2 separate regions of the Anser cygnoides genome follow, and region 1 is linked to region 2. Evidence: chromatin contacts called from public Hi-C data. All regions are on one chromosome and are shown on one strand. The core of a region is the stretch at or near the end of the contact, and the rest is flanking DNA. Distances in the headings are between cores, read along the strand shown.

Region 1 (6,260 bases), core at 18-2,517, 210 kb before region 2:
CTGACCTGGCCTGTTTCTACATCCCTCGCAGGCATCCTGGTTGCTGCCAGCATCCCTTTGAGGTGGTTACGCAGCTAGCTGGAACTGGAAACCTCCCGGGGAAGGTTCTCCCTGCCCCCACACCTCTCACCCATTTTCGACTTTGCTTTTTTTTGACTTTGAAAAATCGCAAGCCTCTCTGAGCTCCCAAGTCCAGTTTTCATTCCTGTGGATTTCCCTCAGTCAACAAAGATTTGCCTATTTGAAACCAAGAGCCTTATTTGCAGGCTTTGTTTGTCTTTCCATTTCATGTTAATTGAATTAGCAGCTAATCTCTGAATCCAAGGTTGCTTTCTCAGAACTGTGCCCTCACCGTTTATCTAAATCCAGTCCTGGGGAACCTTTCCTCACAAGTTCGGGGAACGCTGGTGAAGAAATCCACCCACCGCCACATGCCAGAATATTCCCTACAGTTATTAGTGACCTCGGTTTGGCGTGCTGAATAAGAGTCTTTCACTTCCTAACGCACTTTCTCAATCTGTGTCAGGTAATAATTGTTGCAGGACTCCGTCCATGTCCCAGCCTGACCCCAAAAACCCACAGCACAGCCCCCTCGAGATGCCAGGATGAGCCCATGTTCCTTCCCCTACTGACCTTAACCCTAATAGATTCATCTTATGATGTGTCAAGACTTGGAGGGCTCTCCCTGTAAAGCTCCGCGTTGTCTCTACCTGCAGGGAGCTGTGCTTTCAGAACTCATCTCCGAGCGAAGTTTCCAGCTAGCCTGCTGTTTCTGCACATCTCATCCCAGGCAGACGTTGCACGGCGTGGTGCAACACATCCTCTGCCTGGAAAGCAAGGCACGCTGCGAAAGGTGATGAAATGCAGTTCCCTGAACTAGGGCTCCACTGAAATCAGGGTTCAGCACAGAGTGGACAAGGCTTTACCTTCTCTTTCCTTCCTCCAGCCCCCAAAACGGAGTAAAAAGCAAGGAGCTATGCTTAGATTGTAGTTCCTATTAAATCTTGGTGCTAGTCATAGTGAGGACAACTGCCAGATATCTCAGTGCAAAGGGCTAGTGTGGGCACAGGGCAATAGTACAAGGCAGGCCATGCACTGGCGCCATGCTCTGATGCATCACAGGGGTCACACAAACTAGCTTCAGTTTTATTACATCATCTCTGCAAAAAGAAACTAAGCAAAGCAATCAATGCAGGGCATCAAGGGGGTTTTCTTTTCTCCCTTTAATCTGCATTCGAGTTCCTCTCTACAAACCCTCCCCTTCGTCTCCTGATGCTCCAGCCCTCCTCCGTGATCCTTAAAGCATTACTTCAGCCTGCTAAGGTGGGCGTCAGGCCAGGCTGCTGAGCGAGGCTGCTGGCTGAGCTTAGCACTGGCTGTGTCAGGAGGAGCCCCGCTGGCTGAGCACACCGTCTGTGGCCATATCTGGGGTTATTTACACACGGAAGGGAAGGGGAAATAAATCTTTGTGAAATACGAGCTGGGAGAAAAGAGGGAGACCCAGACAGAGCCGGGTGGGAAGGAGCCCATCCGAGAAAGGCAGCCCAGCACAGGCTGCAGCAGGAATTAGCAGAGCTGGGAGAGCTGAAAGCAAGCTGCAAGGGTCTGCAGCAAAGCCTGTAACGGGAGAAGGAATTGGACAGCCTTCTGCAATCGGCGCACGGAAGCTCTGCTACCAGCTGGGAGACTAATTTAGTTTCTGTTTTCTTCCCTTCTCCCCATTCAGCCTCCCTCTCCCTCTGAATGGAAGGACAGCAGTGCGGCCAAGCTGCGTGGCGCTCAGCTCCTGGCAGACTGTGCCGGCTCCGACGGGGCAGGCTGGGTCGCAGCAAGCATCGGGGAAGGCTGCAGGGGCTTTCTTCGGCTGTGCCGGGGCTGAAATGCTGAAAAGCAGCACAGGAAGCACTCGAGATCCCCGGCAGGTCCCGGCCTGCCTGCATCCAGCTGCATTACCTGTTGCGAACCAGAGCAGCCTGAGGACTGCTCTAAGCCCCGCAGCAGCTGTGGCAGGTAATGGAAGTGGAGACGGGCAGGGGCTGAAGCTGGCAAGAGCTCTCGTTCTGCTATTTTCCTCTGCTCTGACCGGAGCCCAGCAGCAGCACTGCGATTCTCTCAGCCACGGCAGTACCCATCTCCTCCCAGCGCAGCCCGTGTCAGCATCCTGATGCACTCGTGGAGGTGCCCCCTTTGGAATAAGCTGTAAAACCGTCTGCCTGACAGCCTGGACTGGGAAAGTTCCCCTGGCAGCTCCTGCCGGAGCGTTATCTTCCTCCCTCAGCCAAATTCCAGGTTAGAAACCGAACAAAGCAGCGGCGGTGAGCTGCCAGTATTTTAATGAGCAGCTCTCAGACACCTTCCTACCTCTGCCTGTGATGAAATTCCGCAGAGCAGGTGCACGCGGGTGCTCCCAGAAAGGGAGCTGTATTTACCTCGCACTTGTTCAAACAGCAGCAGTTACAGAAATCCTCTCTCATAACCATCACTCAAGCAGGGAAGTGGCTTATTTGGCAAGGAAATTGTCATCGAGTGCAGTTTGCTGGCGATGTTTACACTGTGTTTCTGAGGGTATAATGAGTGTGCTGATAAGATAGTGCGGGGGGGACTCGCTGGCTCCAGCGAGGGGGAATATGCTGACGGGGAAGCTGCTAGCTGGGTTCTGCAAGGTCTTTGGGAAATACCCTGCTGACACCCGACAGAGGCAATAGCGTTTACTCTTGAGCATTATTTTTGGGACACCTAAGGAAAAGGTCTTCTAAGGAGAGAAAAAACAAGGCTGGGAGAGCTGGGATTTTCAGGAATAAACCTAACTTCCCCATCCCATCATCTGGGGCTTCCCAGCAGGAAGGAGGACCCTGTCAGCCCCTGGCTACCCGCTGCAAATAATCACGCAGGGAGTCACCTGGCCAGCCCTGCTTGGGACCCCGGGGGGCAGACAGGGGCTCGGGGTGCAGGACGGAAAGGTATTTTTGCTCCTTCTGTGCTGGGCGAGCTCAGCATCTCCCTGTGCTGGCTGCACGTCGCTGGCAGGGGATGCATTTAACTTCCTAGCAGAGCTCACACGGGCTGGGAAGATGAATCCTGCAAAGCTCCAGCCTCATCCTCTGCTTTCTATAGGGGCACAGGAAAAACCCTTTCTCCTCTTCCCACCAGCACCCCCAGGGATGGACGCAGCCAGGCGTCCGCCCCACAGCCAAAGCTGGGGGCTCAGCACCATGTCCCCCCCCCGTGCAGCCCCCGGGGGAGCAGAGCTCTGCCTCGGGGCAGGGTGGTGAGGGAGGGGGCGCCCCTCCTGTCCCGGGGGTTTTGCCCAAACCCCCACGTTTCTGGAGCCCCTGGATTCCCCGCGGGGCCCCCGACACCCGTGTGCGGCCCACGGAGGACACCTAGCGGCCGGAGAGCCCTGCCACGGGGATGCTGCCCTGCCTGCAGAGATGCTCGCCTTGCCTTGGAGATGCTCGCCTTGCTTTGGAGATGCTCGCCCTGCCGTGGAGATGCTCGCCCTGCCTGCAGAGATGCTCGCCTTGCCTTGGAGATGCTCGCCCTGCTGTGGAGATGCTCGCCCTGCCGCAGAGATGCTCACCTTGCCTTGGAGATGCTCGCCCTGCCGTGGAGATGCTCGCCCTGCCTGCAGAGATGCTCGCCTTGCCTTGGAGATGCTCGCCTTGCCTTGGAGATGCTCGCCCTGCCTGCAGAGATGCTCGCCCTGCCATGGAGATGCTTGCCCCCTCGCCCCCCAGGAGCTCACCCGTCCCCAGCTCCCTCGCCTTGCCTCCCGTGCTCGCACACAAACCCCAGTCCTGGGGGATCCCACAGGATGGAGCGGGGACAAGGGGGCTCTCATCCCACATCTGGGAGGTTATTGTACTGGCCAGCCAGGGGGTCCCTTACACTGAGCACTTCCCACTGTCAGGATGCTCAGAGAGCCCTGCTCTATTTAAAAAAAAAAAAAAAAAAAAAAAGTCACCAAAAGTGCACTGGGAGGGACCTCCCCGGTCACAGTTTTCATTTCCCCTTGCTGCTTGAGCGAGGTAGGAGCACCGCACGCCCGGGAAGAGCCGGGTGCCCAAATCCCTTGGGGTAAGAGATGTGGGATCCCCCCGGTGATGCCCCTCAGACCGGGTCACGGCCACCCTGTCACAGGCCATCAGCTCTTCCCACGGTGCAGGGCAGCACATGCTCTCCTTGGACACACAAAGGATGCCCGGTGTGTGTGTGCCCACACTGCACAACCGCCCCTCTCCCTTCCCTGCGGCCCCGCAGCCGCGGGAGAGGCACAAACGTGTGGGTGAGGGCAGCTCCTTCCCTCTCCCACACTGATGGAAGTGGCCCTGGGTGGCAACCTGTTCCCCTGACGTGGGGATCTCGCCCCAAACCGCTGCCCCTGCCAGCCCAGAGAGCAGGATCGTCGTGGGGAGAAGGGCAGGGAGCACGAGGCACGGGCAAGCGTCGCCTTCCCTGCGCCAGGAGAGCTGCAGCTCCCCTGGGCCCGCCGCTTTCTCACCCAACCTTCCTCCACCCCCTCGGCTTTCCTTCCTGGGTGCCAGCCAGCCCCGTGACGCTCCGCTGGGCTGCGTTTGGACTTGACGGAGCCTTAAAGTGAAATGCAATTAATGTAATGAAGACCAGCAGCCAGCGCACGCACGGAGCCAGGCGGAGCAGCAGGGACGGCTCCCGGCGTTGCCCAAGCTCCAGGTGCTCCCTGCCCGTGCACGACCAGCAGCGGCTCTGCTCCCTTCTCCCCTCCCCGGCAATCCTGCGGCCCGTGGAGCTGCAGTGCCAGCCGTCTGGGAATCTCCCCCATCATTTTCTCTTCTTTCACAACCGTACCACCAAGGAGGAGACCAGGCTCCTCCTGGGTACCGGAGAGGCAGGCTCGGGCTCTGCCAGGAGGCAGCGAGGTGGGGAGGCAGGAATGCAAGAGCTTTTGGGCCCTCTGGCTGCTGGGCACCTTCCAAAGCTCACAGGCAGCTGCAAGAGAGTTTCCCAAGCCGGCTGGCCCCCCTGCTCTGCACGGCAAGCAGTCACAGCCACCCAGCTGGGTGGCACACGGGGAGCTTGGTAGGTGCCTGGCCGGAGGCTGTGGCACTTGCTGCCACTGCCAATGTCCCGTGTACCACCCTGTGCCTCGTCACGGGCATTTAGCTGACCACGGAGAGCTGCTGACACAGTGACACAGCTGCCACCAAGTCCGGAGGAGAGCTCCTTGTGCTAGCCACACAGAAAGCCCTGCCCTGGGGTGAGAGGATGGGATGGGCAGGCAGGTGTCCATGAGCAAGGGTGCAGGGGGTGGCCATGGCCCATGTGTGGCACCAATTCTGTCCTCTGGCTCTGAGTTAGGTCCTGCTGGGGGGTTTCTTGAGCTGGAGAAGCCTTCAGAGGTTTGCTTCTTCTGCCACTGGGCCATGCAGGAGTGAAGCAAAGAGGCCTCAGTGGGGTTGGGAGGAAGGTGGGAGCTGGTTGCAGGCAGGACTGTTATGGGATTGAGGGTGCAAGGGACCCTTTGGGCTGCTCACAGCACCAAGGATGGAGCCAGAGAGAGACAGGAGCTAGGACACAGAGCTGGGATAGCAGGGGAACGTGGGGAGGATGAGCAGAGGTGGGGGCTGAGCTCCTGCCATTTAGCAGTGGGGCTTGGAAGGAGACGTAAACAGGTGCTGAAGGACCATGAGCTCAGTGCCGGTGATGTAAGAGCTACCACGATCAGCCTGTCCCCAGATCCTTTCCAAGGCAAACATCAGACATTTTCCAACAGGCACTGCTCGCCCTGGATGCCAAATTTCACTCCCTTTTGTGCAAGCTGGGGCTGGTGTTTGGATTGCAGATCCCTTCCCAAGCCCCAAACACCGGGCAGCCCCTGCCACGAGTAGCCAAGGGACCGAGCTGTGTCAAGGGCTGCCTGCCCCCTGCTCCCATCCCCACCCAACGCAGCCAAACCACCAAAACACAGCCTCTGTGCTGCTGCCGGGGGAAGAACAGCCTCGCCGGCCTCCCCAGCAGCTTGCTGACCCTGCTGTTTTCCCCTGGAGAAGGGGACGGCGTGACGCAGCCCTTTCCCAGGCGGCTGCCACCACCCTAAAACCAGAGGGTGGGATTCGGCTGCCGAGGGATACTGCTGACCAAGGACAAGCAAGTCCGGGCACGGCACGCAGCAGTGTGCTGCCGATGAGTAAGAGTGGCGATGCTCAGCCTCCTCGAGGTCTGGGTCTGACCCTCGCCCTGCCTTGGCTCCTGCCGGGTTATCCCGTATTTTTTGGCATTGA
Region 2 (6,112 bases), core at 1,415-3,914:
CTGAGTTACGCAGGAGGAGCGCGGCAGCGGTTGCAGAGGATAGGGATGCTCCAGCAGGGTCTGGTTTATCCTCAGGAACCCAGAGAGCAAGGCTGAGGACACGGCGTGTGGCCATGCAGGGCTGCTCCACCTGCGCTCGGCCAGCCACCGACGGGATTTCCTAGACGGCTGCCCGAAAGGGAGCCGGCCCCGCTCGCCGCTCTGTGCAGGGACGGAAACGCTAACCGGCAGGGACGTTAAAGCATCAGAAATTAAAACTGGCGTGGTGATTCAGCGCAGGGTGCCGCCTGCATTCCCCTGCCCCAGAGCCCAGGTGGCCTTGCCACGCAGCAGGGCTGGGACGTGCTGCTCGGGGGGGGGGACACCACGCGGGGCTGTGCCGGCTCCAGGGCCACGTCCTTCACTCGACATCCAGCAGCAGGTCCCTGCGCCTGGCCCCGCTGCGTCTGGTTACAGGCTCGGGCTCCCAGCCCAGTAACCCTGGCTGCTGATCCCGTGGGGGTGCCGGGTCACCTCCTGTCCCCTGGGACCTTGTCCCAGGCACAAGCAGGGGCAGCGCCGGAGTCACCCCCCAGGATTCAGAGGAGCTGCTCTGCCTTTGGGACTGATCCAGCTGGGAGGTGCACCACAAAGTTGCCAGTGGGAGAGCCCCCCAGCCCCCAGTCCTGCTGGGAATTCGGCTTCGCAGCCTGCAAGAGCAGGATGGGGATAGGAACGAATTCTCCGGGGCTGATTTTTCCACTTATCACTCTCTAGAACGAATATTCTTTCTTTCTTCCTTGGCATGGCAGGAACAGACTTTCAAAAATGTATCCTGATTTTTAAATACTCTTTTCGCCTGTGGTGTAAATACTAAAATGTGTTTTTTTTTTTTTTCTCTCCCCTCTCTCCCGGAGTTTAAAAATATCGCTAGCCTGGGGAGGTGCATCTTTCAGCGAGATTTATAACGGCTGCTCTCAAGTGATGTGGAAAATGAGCCTCCCTCTGCCCCATCCAGCCTGGCACCTTCCAAGAATTTATTTCCTTTATTTGCGTGAGCCTAGGAATACTTAGAGGCTGCATCTCCGCCCAAGCACTCTAATTATTTAAGTTTTGTTTATGGCCAGGCTCTGGGGAGGCGAGTAGGTCCGGGCTGCCAATCCCTGCCTCGTGTGGGTAATGCAGCCCTGCGTTACGCCGCTTGATAATGCCCAACAAATCCCGGGTGCTGTGCCTGCTGGGCATCACCCCGGCTCCGTAAATCCGTCGAGATTTCGGTGTGGGATGTGTGTGGCCTCTGCTGGGCAGGCTCTGCAGGCAGGGGGGAGTTGCGGGGCCGGGGGCTCAGCCCAGTGCTTGGCACCACCCTTGGGTGCTCCCCGACCTGGCCGCAGCCCTTGGGTGCCTCGTACGGGGCAGCGAGGAGCGCCCTGAGGAGCGCTCAGGAGCGAGCGAGCGGGATTTTGGTTGCATTATGACAAGTGATGGGGAGACAGAGTGAAGGCTGTAGGCTGTCTGCCTGCTGTAATTCCAATTAGCAGGGGTAACGTGGGCAAAGCCTGGCAGCTGAATTGATCCCGACTTTGTACAGGGAGAACCCACAACACGTTTTGCAAAGGTCACTGGGCATGGGGCTGTACACATGTGCTGCCGTGACAGGACAGAAGCTGGGTATATCTGTATTAGATCATCATGCCAGAGCCAGCCAGGTAAATAAACCCTTTCTAGGGCTGCTTTTGCCTCAAAATACGCTGCGAAATGGCCTTGAGCTCCGTGGGACTGGCTGCGCACGGGGCAGGATGGCATCTGGGCGGGCGTGGGGTTTGTCCGGACGCAGCCGCTCCTCCAGACAGAGCGCACCCGGGTGAAGTCACCCGGCAGCCATCTCCTCATGGTGCTGGGGAACAAAAGCTGCTCGGAAGGGGGAGGAAGGAAGGAGGGGGAGTTTCCCTCTTGCTCTTCAAGGCGACCCGGCAAGGTCGGAGCGAGGCCCGCTGGCGGAGGCCGTGGGCAGGCTGCCTGTGCAGATGCTGCCTCAGCTGTGCCCTGTCCGCGGCTAAGGGGAGGACTCCAGCTCGCAGCTCTGCTGATATCGATCCGAGGCCTTTCACTGGCTCTAAATTCACCTCAGAAATATAAGGCTAAAGTCACACTTTTCAGATATATGTATATTTTTCGCATCCTTGACGTCCCAGCGCTGCCGTGCCCGCGGAGCACCTTGCAGGCCCGTGGTGCTCGCTGGCAGCGGGCGGACCTGCCACCTCACGCCGACTTCCACCGGGCGTGAATCAGCTTTTACTTCAAGGGAAAGCTTGGCCTGGAGGTGATGGCAAAGGCAGGCTGAGCTCAGAAGGGCTGGCAGCGTCTCTTGGCTTTGCCACAAGCTCCCTGGAATATCCTTGGCTAGCTCCGTTCGCCTCCGTGTGCCTTGCCCTGTCCAAAGCCGCTGCTGGCTGTCCTCGTCTCCTACCCTGCATCTGCAGGGCTCCTCGCCGTGCCCACGTGCCTCCCTTCGAGCAGGAGACCATCTAAAAAGCACGGGGGAAGGCAACTCCCCTTTGTTCTGCCATTTTCCCCAGCAGCCGAGATCACACAGCTCCTTGCCCAGGGATTTTAGAAGACATTTAGATTTTAGAACTGTTTTGCACGATTTGCACAAATCCTCTGCCAGGGCAAAGGCCGGACCCGGTTTCTGAGTGCGTGGTGCATGGGTTGGAGCTGTGGAGGTGGGAGGACGTGGTCCATTGGCTTCCCTGCTCGCTTTCCTTTTGATTTTCGCCCCGCCAGCATTGCATTTGGGTCACTTCTGGTTTGCAGTCATTACCTGGGGGGCGGTTTGATGGTAGGTGAGGGGTGCAAAGATGCTCGGTGCAAAAGCAAGGGGGCAGCGGGCTGAGCCCCAGCATCCTGCTGCAGCCCCCTCCCTGCCCCTGCTGCCCCCACACACCAGGCTGGCAGAGCTCCACGCTGGTCAGTTATTACAAAAGCCTTGTCGGGACAGAGAGAGGAATGGAAAGTTTAAAGTTCGATAATTGTTAATTATTACCCGTGCTTCCCGTGAGACCTGCTGGGAAAAAAAAAAAGAAGCAAACCCGCACATGCCTCTCTGCTGCAGAGGTGTTTTGTGGGCCATTTGTCTCTGTCCTGGCCACGCCGAGTCCTTCCTCGCTGCCTTCTTCCTGCCTCCAGTGGGATTAATAAAGAGCTGCTGGAGAGCTTCTTATCTCCGAGCCAAATAACGCTTGTAATACGGGGAGGGGAGGCAGCTTTGATCCAGGAAGAGAGCAGGGCGAAAAAAAGAGAAGGGCTATTGGGGCAGGGGGTGCGGGGCAGGCTGGGCTGTGCTGCTGCGTGGGAAGCTGGCACGGCTGCTGCTGTGCCGAACCTGTTCTGCAGAGACGAGCTGTGGGTTTTAGGGCTTGCCGGGCTGGGGAAGAAAGGGCTGGAGCAGCTCCAGGGCCGGCACGCCAGCCCCGCGCTCGGCTCCGCTGGGGGCTGTGGCTGCGCGTTTCCCTCTTGCAGCCAAGCCCGGTGAGAGGGCCGGGAGCCCGCTGGCCGTGGGAGGCTGGGTTTGGCTGTTTGTTGGGAAGGGCGTGGGTTCTGGTGGCGGAGGAACCCAAACACCTGGGGTTTGTACCCATTTCTGTCGCCGGCCTCCCGGGCTGGCTGGGGCGAAGCGCTGCGCCTGCCTGGGGGCCTGCTCTCATCACCGAGCACGTTCGGGGTGCCACAAACCACAGCCTCCCAAGGGGTCTGCCCCCCAGCAGAAACCCAAAATCCCAAGGGACCCCTTGGGAAGGAGCTGGGGGTGCTGCAGACGCCCCCATCCGAGCCTGGAGGCTGCCAAGCGCCTCCCGCTCCCTCCTCCCGGCCGCATCCAGGCTGGCAGCAGCGGGAGCCCGGAGGCGCAGGGCCACACCTGAGAGGCAGGACGGGCCCCGGCTCTTCTCACGGGTGTGGGCTGGGAGCCGGTTGGGCCGGGCCGGGCCCCCCCCGAGGCCAGGAGCCCCGTTCCCGTGCCAGGGCCGCGGGAAAGGCAGCAGCGTGGCGCGGGGAGGAGCGTTTGGCCCCGTGCATCCTCCCCGCGTGCCAGGGGGACGTGCCGCGCACCTTCCCGCACGTAGTCCGGGATTTTTGGGGTACCTCCAGGAGGGTCTGGGTGTTCGGCGGCTCCAAAGCCTCGTGCCACAGTCCCATGTAATCCGCAGGGGGATTAGCAGCCTGGTTTTATCGTCACCCATCCCAGTCTGAACCCCTCTGGGAGACCCAGCACCAGCTGAGCCCTGCACCCTCCCGCTCTGTGATCCCTCCAACCGAGGGCTGGGGAGGGCAGGGGGATGCTCCACAGGCCTGGCAGCACCCAGCTCACCCCATAGGATGGGGAGTCCATGGGTGATGGGTCCCAGAGGGTTCCTGCCCCTCGGGAGGGGAGCACAGGAGTCCCCCCGTGGGCACGTCCCTGTCCCAGAGGCGTGCGGCCACGGCCCCGCATCGCTGCCCCTGGGGTGGGCTCGGGCTGCCCAGGACCATCTGTTCATTTTCGGCCCGTTGCCGTGGCGACGGGGAGGCTTTGAGATGGGGTTTCACCAGCAGCAGCGGTTGGGGGAACGCCGGGAAAATAACGCAGGCGGGGAGAAGTCTTCCTTTTCCTGGGCGGAAACGGAGGGGAGAGGGAGGGATCCAGCCACGGAGCCTGCGTCCCGGCCCCTGCCTCCCCCCGCTGCTCCCATCCTGCTCCCATCCCCGACACAATGCACGATATCGGCACGCGCCCAGCCAGAGAGCAGCCGTTTTGGTCCCATTGTGCCCTCCAAGCCGCGGCAATGTCCCTGTCCCACCACTTTTCTGTCCACGGTGGCTCCCCAGGCTGAAGCCACCGGTGCGGTGCTGAGCCAGGGGACGTCTCCAGCATCGGTGCTCGCGCTCAGCCCCGGCGGTGGGAGCAAGATTTGGGGTTCCTGCGTGCCGGGCTGCATTGGGGCCCCTCCTCTCGCCATGCAAAGCCTGCGGTCGCAGGGGAACACGTCTGCAGGTGGGCAAGTGCTGGCAAGCGGGCTGCGAGCTGCGCCCTGCCTGGCCGCCTGCTCTGCCCCGGCACCGGAGGCGAAAGCGAGCTGGAGGAGGCTGGGGAGAGTTTGGCCGTGGGATTTTACACGCAGGGTCCCTGCTCAGAGCTTTCCCTGGTCCTTTGCACTAAATAAGCCCGGAGCAGAGAGGCCGGAGGATGTGGCTTGCTGCTGTCTGCGTATGGATGCGTGTATCCGTGCGTGGCTGTGTATAATTTGAGTGGAAATGGCTTTTAAAAAGCAAACGAAAGAGGAAGCAACAAATAACTATCTGCTTGTAGACAGTGAGATCCGGGCTAATGTGTGACAGACGAAAATGAAGCGAACGCAAAGTGACAGATTGACAGATAGACAGACATGTTTGTGCGCCGCTTTAGCATCCTTGTGGAAACAGGAGATAATTCGGGTTGCAGAGGACCTCGTCAGGTCGCCTGCCTACCTGCCGAAGCAGACGGCTGTGCTAAATGCCTTTTTTTTGAACCAAATTCCCGTGGAAGAGACCAGTACAGGGCCGTGCATGGGATCGGCGGGCAGGAGCCTGGTTTTTTGTGCCCACGAGCCAGGCGGGGGGCAGCAGGCATCGGGGAAGCTCTCCCCACCTGGGTGCGATGCTGGCAGGAAAGGCAGCCGGGGCTTCTCGATGATGAGGCTTTTTGTTTGTTTTTACTAAATCTAGGGAAACGGGATCGATTAAGTGAGTTATCGCTGTGTACCTTGCGCTGGAGGCCCGCCGTGCTGGCTGCAGTCCCTGCTGGGGGATTTTCTCTGGCTTTAAGGTTTCCACTGGACGTGTCCCTGGACCTGTCTGCTCCCGGGGCAGGACGGGGCACTTGGGACCAGAGCCGAGCCTGTGGCCCTGAACACAGCCCCGGTAGCCCAGCGATGGCTGTGGGAAGCAGAGAATCAGCCCCGTGGCCCTTGTGAGTGTAGAGCTGGCGTAAAGTCACCTTCCTCCCGCCTCTCGTGTCCCAGATCCGAGTGCAGCAGGGCTGAATGTCACCTGCTCCCCTGGGACTCGCGATTTACAAGCGCTCATCCTGCTCCTTGTTTGCAGAGCAAATGCCCTT

What was found. Hi-C and Micro-C count contacts between places; a contact is called where the count stands out from the background.
Region 1: a Hi-C map of liver shows a contact between it and region 2, with 1.9 times the contacts expected there. The contact joins two enhancer-like sites. A contact is called at or near these places in 2 of 7 Hi-C or Micro-C datasets (both in liver).

Annotation. Positions count from the first base shown.
Region 1 is chr21:4,911,663-4,917,922 of Taihu_goose_T2T_genome, reverse strand. No RefSeq gene overlaps it. Among named protein-coding and RNA genes, the nearest start is that of TRIM29, 11 kb to the right of the region's middle. Within about 2 kb of position 1,267, at least 1 of the 3 cell types and tissues checked has open chromatin away from gene starts, as enhancers often do. A contact at or near this core is called in liver, where this site is marked.
Region 2 is chr21:4,699,978-4,706,089 of Taihu_goose_T2T_genome, reverse strand. All of the region lies in intron 1 of NECTIN1 (nectin cell adhesion molecule 1), which reads left to right. Among named protein-coding and RNA genes, the nearest start is that of NECTIN1, 12 kb to the left of the region's middle. Within about 2 kb of position 2,664, at least 2 of the 3 cell types and tissues checked have open chromatin away from gene starts, as enhancers often do. A contact at or near this core is called in liver, where this site is marked.